Linked DNA regions of Mus musculus: region 1 is linked to region 2. The links are chromatin contacts, called in public promoter capture Hi-C maps. All regions are on one chromosome and are shown on one strand. The core of a region is the stretch at or near the end of the contact, and the rest is flanking DNA. Distances in the headings are between cores, read along the strand shown. Region 1 holds the start of Mipep (mitochondrial intermediate peptidase). Region 2 holds the start of Amer2 (APC membrane recruitment 2).

Evidence for each region. Promoter capture Hi-C pulls out the DNA fragments that hold promoters and counts their contacts.
Region 1: a promoter capture Hi-C map of liver shows a contact between it and region 2, with 2.5 times the contacts expected there. The contact joins the promoter of Mipep here to the promoter of Amer2 in region 2. A contact is called at or near these places in 6 of 39 promoter capture datasets (cranial neural crest, embryonic stem cells, hippocampal neurons and 3 more), 1 of 484 Hi-C or Micro-C datasets (Sertoli cells) and 2 of 9 other capture datasets (embryonic stem cells and pancreatic islet).

What each region holds. Positions count from the first base shown.
Region 1 is chr14:60,781,318-60,786,841 of GRCm38.p6, reverse strand. Mipep (mitochondrial intermediate peptidase) reads right to left here and starts at 2,276. Exons shown (of 19, transcript NM_027436.3): 1 at 1,972-2,276. The coding sequence starts at 2,154. It overlaps Mipepos (a long non-coding RNA gene), which reads left to right and starts at 2,293. Exons shown (of 3, transcript XR_001781278.2): 1 at 2,293-2,369; 2 at 2,481-2,828.
Region 2 is chr14:60,374,375-60,379,838 of GRCm38.p6, reverse strand. It overlaps Amer2 (APC membrane recruitment 2), which reads right to left and starts at 2,147. Exons shown (of 1, transcript NM_028113.4): 1 at 1-2,147. The coding sequence starts at 1,592.

The sequences.
Region 1 (5,524 bases), core at 1,027-3,526, 410 kb before region 2:
CAGCACAGAAACATACTAAAGCAGACAGTATGTATGAGTGCCTCACATACAGCGAGGTCTCCACACATAATACCAACCCACAATACCAATAACCCACAAGGAGACGTAACATACCAAACCCAGTCACTGGCTGAAACTAAGGAACTCCAGTATTTTAATAAAGAAAAATAAAATCACTAATCTAATGCGAATGACCATCTTTGAACAGCAGCTGGAGCACCAATCCTGGCGCCCTGAGAAAGCTGATGCTTAATATAACGCAGGCCAAAGTGTGCCATGTACTTTACACAGATTCTCTCAGCTAAATCACACAGTTCTAGAACCGGGAGTACATTCCCCTTTTACGGATATGGAAATACGCTTTAAAATTCTTTTTGTTTCCTGTGACTGAGTCTGGAACTTCAGATCTTCTCATCTATGCATCCCAAGTCCTAAAAGCCAGGCATATGGACATACAGGCACCTATACACACAAACAAACAAAAACATAATTAAAAACAACTTGGGAAGAAGGGCTGGAGAGATGGCCCAGTGGTTACTGCTCTTGCAGAGGACCGGGGTTCTATTCCCAGCATCTTATATGGTAGTTTACCACCTGTTTACAACTTCAGTTGCAGGGGATAGAACACCCTCTTTTCGCCTGCACGGACACTGCGCATGTGGTGAATTTACATATATTTGGGCAAAACACATAAAATAAAAAAATAAAAAAAGCTTGAAAGTCAAATGTTTGTGGCATGCAACTATAATCCCAGCAGTCCTCCTACATCAAGATAGAAACAAGAAAACAGCCCAGAAGCTCAAGAACCAAATAGGAGCAGGAACGATAACCTGAGTATTCAGTCCAATAGCAAAACCAAGAGAGACTCCACCTCCAAAAGGTTGAAGGTTACAGATCCGGAAAGGCTGTCCTCTGGCCTGCGCCTTCCAGACCTGCATGCATTCACACACACACACACACACACACACACACACACTAAACAATGGTTTAAAATACAGGTGAAATCAGTTCTATTTCATCCACCCAAAACCAAGCTTATCTTTCTGCTAAAAGGCACTTCCAACACCAACTCCACTAATACCAGCATCATCGACCTTTATGGGTTTTGGAGGAAAATTTATATAATAAGAAAGAACTTTCAAATAGACAAAGTTAAACACAGAGATATGCCATGAAGTACAATGAAGCTATATCCCAGACTTGTCTTTAGAAAGCTGCCCAACAGTGAAAAGATAAAAAAATAAAAAAACACTTTTAGAACCCACCTGGGGGTTCATATATCAGATGTTTATAATTCATAACAGTAGCACAATTAGTTGTGAAATAGCAACAAAATAATCTTATGGTTTGAGGTCACCGCATCGGGAGGAACTGTATTAAAGAGTCACAGCATTAGAAGGGTTGAAAAATCATTGTTTTAGGACAAAAATCTTTCCTCAGTCTTCCTGCCTTTTCCTCATTCATTATCAAGTGTCCAACACCACCAAGGGCAGAGTAGAAATAGCCAAGCAATTCTGATGACTTCGTAGGCTATGCAATAAACTACAAAGCACGACAGGAAATCTGATTTTTCTCAGTAGGGTTCTGTAGGTGCTTTCTGTTTTACCGCCGGTTCTTAAGCAACTCAGGCTAGTCTCAAAGTCAGTTCGGAGCCCAAAGGACTGTCTTTTGTACCCTCTTGCCTCTACCTATCAAGACTGTCTTACAAGAGCCACTATGCCTAGTTTAACAGGTTGTTTCAGAGCAGCCTGAAGTGGACAATTAAGGTGTGATGGAGTTTTCAAAGCAAGAGTGTCGTTACAAAGCCAAGGGCAAATGTGAACTCTGAAGCCAGAAGGAAAAGAATGGAGCTTGAGTAGAGGAAAGGCTGAGTTGCCGCTGGGTCAGCCGCTCCGGGGTGCGCTTATCCCGGCACAGTCCCTTTTCAGCCAGACGCGGAGCCCGCGCTGCCCAGACCCACGGCACGCTCACCCGGCGCTCCCCCAACAGGTTCCATAGGTGGCTCTGGGGCTTGACGTTGAAGGCGGCGCCCACCGGGGACCAGCTAGTACTGACGTCCCGGGCGCAGCTCCGGCCTGTGCGTCCCTGCAGAGCCGCCGCGGCTCCCCGGCCGCACAGCCGGCGGGCGTACCGTGCCCCGGCCGCCAGCAGCATCCTCCGGACCCCGGCTCTGCCAGGCTCGGGAAGCGCGCGCCCCGCGTTTCCAAGGCAGCAGCCCACGCCGCGGAACTCGCAGGGCAGACCCGGACTTGAGCACGCTAACAATCGTTAGGAAGAGCGTCGCCCTCCACGCCTTCTGAGCAGCTCCAGTTTCGTAGCGCCCTCGTGTGTCTGGAGGAAGAAACGTCCTGGATTTGAGTTTGACAGTGGTACTAGGGCACAGGGAGAAGGAAGTCGGGTCAGGCATTGGAACTTTTTACAGGTGCCAGGAATGAATGTGAGAACTCAAGATGCTTTCTTGATGCTTTCTTGATTCTCAGAGGAGACTCAATGGCGGCGCGTGAAAGGATCCAGAAGAAACCACAAGCAGTCGAAATCCAAGGCACCTGTCTTCTCCAAAAGTTGTTGAAGTCACTTCCATGTCTGCATGCCCACCAGCTATGGTTGTGTATAGCCATGTGAATTAACTATTGGAGAATTATCATCTATTTTGACTTTGGAAACTATTGATACGGTCTAAGGGTTTTGGAATGATATAGTCTAGGAGTCTTGGTCAGGTTTGTTGTTTCTGCCAGCCGAAGAATTAAAAGGCAGGAAAAATCTGAAGACCAGCATGGAGCAGCAGAGAAATCTTAAGCATCGTGGACAGAATTAGGAGTAGAAGGAAGGTGAGTGAGGTGTGTGTTTCCTGCAACAGGCACACAGAAAAAGACTCTCTGCAAAGGGGACTCAGAAAGCTGGAGAGAGAGAAAAAGAGGGAGAGAGAGAGAGAGAGACTCCTCTCAGGGGCTGGGTTTATTATTATTATTATTATTATTATTATTATTATTATTATTTTAAGCCTCTGCAGAGCCTTCTGCTCCTAATTTAGGGCTGGAGAGTTTGAAGAAATCTAGGGTGGTTGGTTGGCCCAGAACTGTTGTGTGACATGTCCTGACCCAGTCTTGACTTCATTGAGCAGGTCCATCAGCAATGGGGTCTGGTGGTGGGAGAGGAAAACGGTAGGTTGAGGAAGAAGCTGGGCATCTTGGAGATTCACCACCATCATCACCTAGCCATGGTCCCCCCCCCCCTTTCTCTCTGCCTGCCCACCAGGGAGTCGATCTAACTCCCAGTGTCTCATCACGATAGTCTAAAATCTAAATCAGTACAGACAGGACTAATGTGAAATGTCCTACTGCGAAAATGAAAGGAAGGCAGAGGCTGGGAGGGAGGGCATTGGGAAATTGTGGTCGAGTGCCCGGGAAAGTAGAAATGACAGTGCAGACTTGGGAAAGCTTGGGGAAGTCTTTCTACACCCCTAGCCTTCTCCAGAGGAAGGACAGCCACACCACCGTGGTTCAGGGTGTAGGGTCCTGCCGGAAGCAGAGCTTTCTTTTGAAGGTGCAGTCATCTCTCCTGCAGAAGGTGACGTGAGGGGTGGCAGTCATATCTGCTTTATAGACCTTGGTAGGGGAGAAATGAACATTTTGAAGGTTTTGTGTGTGTTTGACTGGTTTGCAGACAGGCTCTCACTCCGTGTTCCAGGCTGTAACTCACCATGTATCCCAGTCTGAGCTCAAACTGGCAGTCTTGCCTCAGCATCCTCCTGGGTGCTGGGATTCCAGGCAGGAGCCACCATGCCTAGAAGGAAGGGTTTCATTATGAGAAATTCGATTTTTCCTTGAGAGATTGTTCTGGGTAGAAGGGGGGGGGCAGTAGACAGAAAAGGGACTGTGGTATCCCAGCCTTTGGGAGGTGGGGTTGAGAGGACACAGAGAGAGAGGCGGGGGGGGGGGGGGGGGGGGAGGGAGGGAAAAAAAAAAAAAGGCGGGGGAGGGAAAAAGGCGGGGGAGGGAGGGAAAAAGGTGGGGGAGGGAGGGAGAGAGGCGGGGGAGGGAGGGAGAGAGGCGGGGGAGGGAGGGAGAGAGGCGGGGGAGGGAGGGAGAGAGGCGGGGGAGGGAGGGAGAGAGGCGGGGGAGGGAGGGAGAGAGGACACAGGAGTAGCTTAGAGTGGTGATAGCATGAGTTCCCCTCACAGTGGGGTGGATGGAAGCAGAGAGAGTTCAGTGCTGGTACTTAGTTTAGCACTTCCTGTGTTCCTTTCTCTCCAGTCTGGACCCCAGCCCCTGGAACAGTACCACTCTCTTTCAGGACAGGTCCATCTCTCTTTAACTGAACCTTTCTGGAAAAGCTCTCACAGTAATGACCAGAGGGGTGTCTCAAAGGCGCTTCTAATATTGGCCATGTTGACAGTGAAGATTAGCTAGCCATCACAGCCAGGGTTTGGAAACCACCTGTAAAAGCATGTTCATTCCAGTGAGCATCTGAGTTTCGGATACGTGTGGACAATTCACCATCACTGCCAGGTACCCAGGTGGGCCGGAAGAAAATCTGCCTGAAACACTCCCTAAGAGTCCCGCAGTGAGATCGCATAAGGAAGTACAGCGTTGTGGCAAGACTGACCATTTCAAATACTGGGGTTTTCCCTGCTGGGTTTCAGACTGGCTTGAAACTCCTGGGCCCTTTTTGCCTCTCCTGTCTCCCTTTAATGGGCATCTTATGTCTAACCTAACACTGTACTTTGAAAGCAAATAACTTGCCGGACTAAAGATTTCCATCTCGCTAGATTCTTCCCAGATGTCCCACACAACAGGTCCCTCTTGTTGCTGATTTAAATGACTTCAAGGATGATTTTTTTAGGCATAAATGATAATGCTGGAATTTTGTATGTTAGGGCAGGTCTGTTGACTGATAGGACATAGGAAGGACATCAACCTGGAGGCAAGTCTAGAGGACAGACTATTGTGGGTAGAATTGTGTCTCCCTATAAGACATTTTTAAAGTACCAAGCTCTGCTGGGCGGTGATGGCACACACCTTTAATCCCAGCACTCGGGAGGCAGAGGCAGGCAGATTTCTGAGTTTGAGGCCAGCCTGGTCTACAGAGTGAGTTCCAGGACAGCCAGGGCTATACAGAGAAACCCTGTCTCGAAAAAAAAAAAAAAAAAGTTAAGTAAAAGTACCAAGCTCTGATACCTGCAAATCAGACCTTATTTGGGGTAGTGTCTTTACAGATACAATCATATTGGGATGGATCTGAATCCAAAATGACTGGTGTACTCCTCATTAGAAGAGGAAAATTTGGGCATGTGCTGTTACAGAAGGAAACCAATGCAGAGCTACAGGCAGAGACACTGAAGTGACGCACTTCAAACCAAGGGACTCCAGGGGCTACTAGAAGCTGTGTCAAGGAAGAACCTTCCTTCAGGGACTTAGTCTCAGTCTTGCTGACATGGGGACCTTGCACTTCTGCTTCCAGAGCCATGACAGGATGCATTCTGACGTTTTAAGCCATCCACCTTGATTATGGAAGTCCGAGAAAG
Region 2 (5,464 bases), core at 898-3,397:
GGGGTGGTGGAGTCCCAGTAGCCCTCATCGCTGTTAGGAACACCTTCTTGATGCTCCTTCTCCGGATGTTTGGGCTCCTCCTTCTGCTGGGACTCAATGGGAATTCTGTGGAGCCTCCTGCGCTTGACCGAGGACATGTCCTTGGCTGCTTCCCCACACCGGGTATCACTGGAGGTCTCAGGGGCCAACTTGATGTCGGAAGCAGTGGCTGCCTTCGCTGCGCCTTCTTGAGTTCCTTGTCCTTGGTCCTCAGTCTGGGACAACATGTCCCAGAATTCCGGGAGATAGGTGTCGTCCACCTGATCCGGGCTGGCCATCTCCTCCCCTCCTCCTTGGTAGGCCACCACGCTGGCGTTCTTTTTAGAGAGAACTGGCTTGCCTGGCCCGGGGACATGCTTGTCACAGCTGGGGCCTGCCTCTTCTTCTGGGTCTGCAATAATATCTCCACAGCCTGTAAGAGAGTCAAAGCTTTTCAGTGAAGTCACGTCAGAAAACATCAAACAAATACGATCTGCCGACGGGTCTGAGGGTGGATCAACAGAGGAAGGGTCAGGGACAGCAGACGCCCGGCCGCTGCCACCTTCGGAGTCGACAAGGGGGACGGTCTTTATCGGAACGTCACCTGTCTTGGACGCATCCTCGGCCGCCTGGACCTCACCGGCTCCCGACTCGAGGGCTGCCCCGGGCTTCTCCTCGCGCCGATGCCCCTCGGCGTCCTCTCCCCGGGAGCTTTGATCGCCAGAGCCGGTGGGGCTCCCGGCCTCGAGGCAGATCCGCTCCGGGGCGCTCTCGGCGGACGCGGGCGCCTGCTCTCCCCCTGCGGGCTCACCTGCTGCGTGTCGCGAGGCGTCCTGGCCCGGGCTGTCCGGGCGGCGCGCGGCTCGGGGCGGCTCCTCCTTGACGCACTCCAGGCTGGCGGTGAGCGAACCGGGCAGAACCAGGTTGCCCGGGCCCGCCGCGCGCACCGCCTTCTCCTCCTCCTCCTTGCCGCGCTTGTCCCTCCGGTGCCAGCGCATGCTGCTGAAGATCCCTTTCAGCCCCCTCTTTTGTTTGCCGCCAGCCTTGCTCGCCTCGGCATGGTCTCCCTTGCCGGTCTCCGATCGCCCGTTCTTTTTCAGCAGGGAGAAGAAGCTGTGGGACTTGGCCACCGAGCTGCTGGCCAGGGAGCCCAGGCCAGGCCCGGAGGGTTTGGGGGGTCCGGGGATCGGCCGGGCCCCGCTGTGATCGCTCCCGCCAGGCGGCTCCTCCTTCTTGCTGCCCTCCAGCACCAACACCTCGGCTAGTCCGTCGTGGGTCCTGCTTCTCACCATTCCCGTCGGCCCCGAGCTCTTCCCATCCCCTTTGTTTTTGACCCCAAAAATGCTGGGCATGGTGCCCCCCGATTTCCTTTTCTTGAATAACTTGAACGCAGCCTTATTGATCTTCCCCGACGGCGGCTCTGCGGCGGGCGTCTCCGCGGCGCACTCACAATGCGAGTCCATGTCTGCAGCGAGGGCCCCGGCCTGCTCCTGCCTCCCGCAGACCCCCGCGCGCGCGCCGCCGCCGCGCTCGCTGACAGCCGCGCCGCCGCCGCGGCTCCTGCCCGTCTCCATGGAAACCGAGTGGGATCAGCCGCTGTCGTCAGCCGTAGGCTCGCGCCAGGCCACTGTCACCCGCGTTCTAAATCAACCTGAGCGGCTCTCGCTGCTGCGCTGTGGCTACTGCAACTGCGGCGGCTGAAGCGCACAAACCGGACTATCTCCCCTCCTGCCAAGGGCTTATATAATATCCTGGGTGCCACATAGGTTTTTGTGTAGCAAGAGCCTTCATCGCAGCCTCGAGGCGAAAGAAAAAAATGAAATTCATAATTATGGGCTTTGGATCCCAGTGCGTTGATTCTCACCACCTCAGGTTCTTCTTCCTCTAGCCCAGCTTTTCCTAGGATCGCAGCTTCAAAAATTAACACATGCGTCCCCCATGTCCACAAAGAACAATGCCTTTTCCTTTATCATCTGTTTTGGACTTCATGCAGCCTCCTATCTTTCTCCGGTCCTTCACATAGGTCTTAGCGTGTGGGTACTAAGCCCAAGAGGCACCATGCCAATCTGTTCACGCCTGCGTCTGGTCCAGTGCCGAATGTAGTCCTCTTCAGGTTGATGCTGTATTCTGATCATGTGGCTCTGATTTCCTGTTACAGAAGCAACAGCCGTCAGTCAAATACCAATTAGCAGCTCTCAGCAACGAAAGTGCAACAGTCCCCTAGGGTTCGCTGGTCCTTTGGGAGACCACAAAGCTTTTATCCCCCACCCCAGTGACATGGGGCTTAAGTCACAGAAGCCACCAATTGGTCACAATAGACTGAGCACACTGAGAACTTAGGTTGGAGAATTCTGATCCCTCTGCAGGTGGGTCTTAGAGGCCTGGGCTCAGTCTTCCTCTTTCATTCAGGGGTATGGTAAGTATACCTCTCTCTGTTGTGCCCAGCCTACCCCTGTCTAAGAACACCCAAGGACCCCACTCGCTGTCTTTCCCAATAGGACAGGGGGGAAAACCAGACAGGGGTCAGAGGTCGTCCCTGTGGTTGCTTCTGACCCCACTGGTCTAGAGGCAAAGGGAACTGGGTTCCAGAGAACAACCTGTGTGGGTAAGGTTTCTGTGTTCTGACTTTGAAGACAACTGCTAACATTGTAGCTTTTCCTAACCAAGGGCTTGCCAGCAAAATAGGGAAGGATTTGGAAAAGATTCATGTTTTATAATCCTTAATAACCCTATTTTAAAAATATTGATTATATATAGTGATTATTTGATTGTATATACTATTTACATACAAACACCAGTCTTTCCTGCTTCTCTTGAATTTATTTTCCACAAGTTACTTATATTTTGCAGATTCAGAGTTACTTATATACTGTACTTATACTGAACTGCAGATTCAGTTGTTGGCCAAGGCAGCCTCCAGGGTTCACAGTTAGACCATGGAGTTGAGCAGTCATGTTGCTCTTTCTCATCTCAATGAAAAAACGGCTCTAAACTGAGACTGGAATCAAAGGACCTTTCTGTTTTCAGAGTTCAAACCCCACCAGCTCTTTCCACCTACTAACAGGACTCTTTATGGACAGAATATACAACAACAGACTTTTAAAAAAAAATGAGTTTTCTTTTCAAAATATTTACTTCTTTTGTATGTGTGTATTGTGTGTTATGTGTCTGGGCACACACGTACCACAGCAGAGGACAACCTGTGGAAGTTTTCATCTTCTACCTTGTGGGTCCTAAGGATCAGTTATCAAACTTGGGGGCAAGAATCCTCACCTACTGAGCCCTCTCACTGGCCCACTTCCTGAAGCTCTAATTGATCATGTGACATGATGGAACAGAGTCCCGTTTGCCCTGCAAAAGATTAGACATGAAGAACTATAAAGAGAAAGTCACTTGTTATTTCTTTGAAAGCTTTTGGAGGACAATTGGAAGTCTGTCTCAGTTCTTTACACACACACACACACACACACACACACACATCAACACACCATGCTGGCTAGAAAGTGTGTTACTATATATGTAACCATGCCAGTCTGAAATTGCTTTAGACCACAATTGGGAGGAACAGTCTAGAAAAACCACAAGTCTCGAAGTCTAAGAGCTGGAGTAGGTGGCCTGCTTAACCAGTAGAGCACTGCCATCTACCAAGATAGGCCAAAAGTAATTCATCTACATAAGAATTCTTGAATCCCCAGAGAGAAAACTGATCAAGGAACATGGGATTGCTACCATTCCTTTGGGACATAGATACTCAAAGAGAAAGACAAAGCAGCTTTCAGTGTAGGGAAGGCTCCTTGGTGGCGAGCCATGCCCCTGCGGAGGAAGGAAGCAGGACACTTAGAGTCTTCTGCTAACCCACTGCAGACCACAGGCAAGGTGAGCAAGGTGAGCTGTAGACTGAGTGTGGACTCCCAACTTCCTCTCCCATGTGAGAGAGAGCAGTTTCCAAGGACTTCATCAAAAGGACTGCACAGGTCAGGAAGAGGGCCAGAGCAGCAGGATGGCTGATGGGTAGAGCTAAAGGCCTGCTGTTGAGTGTCAGGCTGAAGTGAAAGTCCAGCGGTATGAATCAAGGCGAGTTGTTCTTCCCAGCTAAGAGGTGGGGCAACAGCCAGGCCTGGCGGTGCAAACCTGGAAGCTCAGCTGCATGGGAGTCTGAGGCAGAAGAATTCAAAGTTGAAGGCCCAACTAGGCTATGGAGAGGAGTCAAGAGCAGCCTGGGTGATGCAATAAGACCCTGTCTCAACATGAAGTAAAAAAGAGCTGGGATATAACAAAGAATTAGACCATTTTCTAGTTTGCCCAAGGCCCTAGAATCAAACCTCCTCCTCACCACCTCTGCAAAATGGGGCAAGTAGAGATTATATTTGTACAAACAGAAGCATTCTTCTAAGGACAAGCAAGACATTCAAGGTGATTTAACTAGAGGCACCTCAGTCTGTTACTGTGTCTCCTTGTATTCTTTCTCCTCTGTGGAGGCTTGATTTAGAGAGTGAAAGTTGGAGAGAATAAATAGGGGCGCTGGGGGGAACATCCAGCGGTTGACCGGCTCCAGAACTAATGAGGGTCTCTACAAAAGGGTGAGCAGCAGACTTTTCTGGAAAACCCATGTCAGCTTCCTGCTTGTGGGACCAGGGGAGATTCATTATTGAGTTGGTACTAGAGGACATTCACAACAAGAAAAAGACTGAGGAAAACACCTTCGAGATCTAGCACCAGTATTGCTGAAATCTTAATGTCTTCTACATCGCCTAGCCCTGCCTCTGTCCTAAGCTTGCTAGGTAGAATCTTCCACTAAGTGGAATCTTCCATCAGGTGAACCCCACACAGAGCACTGCCTACAAAGGGCTGGTTGAAGGGTTCCCTCAAGGTCCCTGTGTGGCTGCTCCTGGGGGGAGGACGACACTACAGGTCACAGCATTTAGGATGGGAGAGCAACTGGCCTTGAGCCTTTAAAGTATTTAACTGGGGCGATCTGGGGATGTGATTCCTGAGTTCGGACTAGCACTTGCCACCTGCAGACTAGTTAGCCAGTCTGGATCCCACCCAGCCTCTGCTCTTGTCCACTCTTGCCTATGACACTTTTCCAAGGTGTGCTCTTGAAGTGGTCATGTCAACAAGATCCAGCCCAAAGCCTTCGTGAGGGACAGCGTCAATATGTCCATAGGCCCAAGGCCAAGTTGTCATCTGGGTCCAGTCTTCACAGTTTCATGTTTAGATCAAAGGTGTAAGTGACCAATACAGGCAGAGTGAGTGCTTCTCTGCAGTGCTAGTGAGTGCCCCGGGGACACCAGCCAGGCAGTGGCTGACAGGTCTAGCAACCCCAGCAAGAGCAGTCAGTTTCCTGGAGCTACTATAACAGACAGCCACAAGCCTGGGGGCTTAAAAACAGCAGGAATTTCTCATCCTGTAGTTCCAGATGTCAGAAGTGCACATCCTGGTGGCA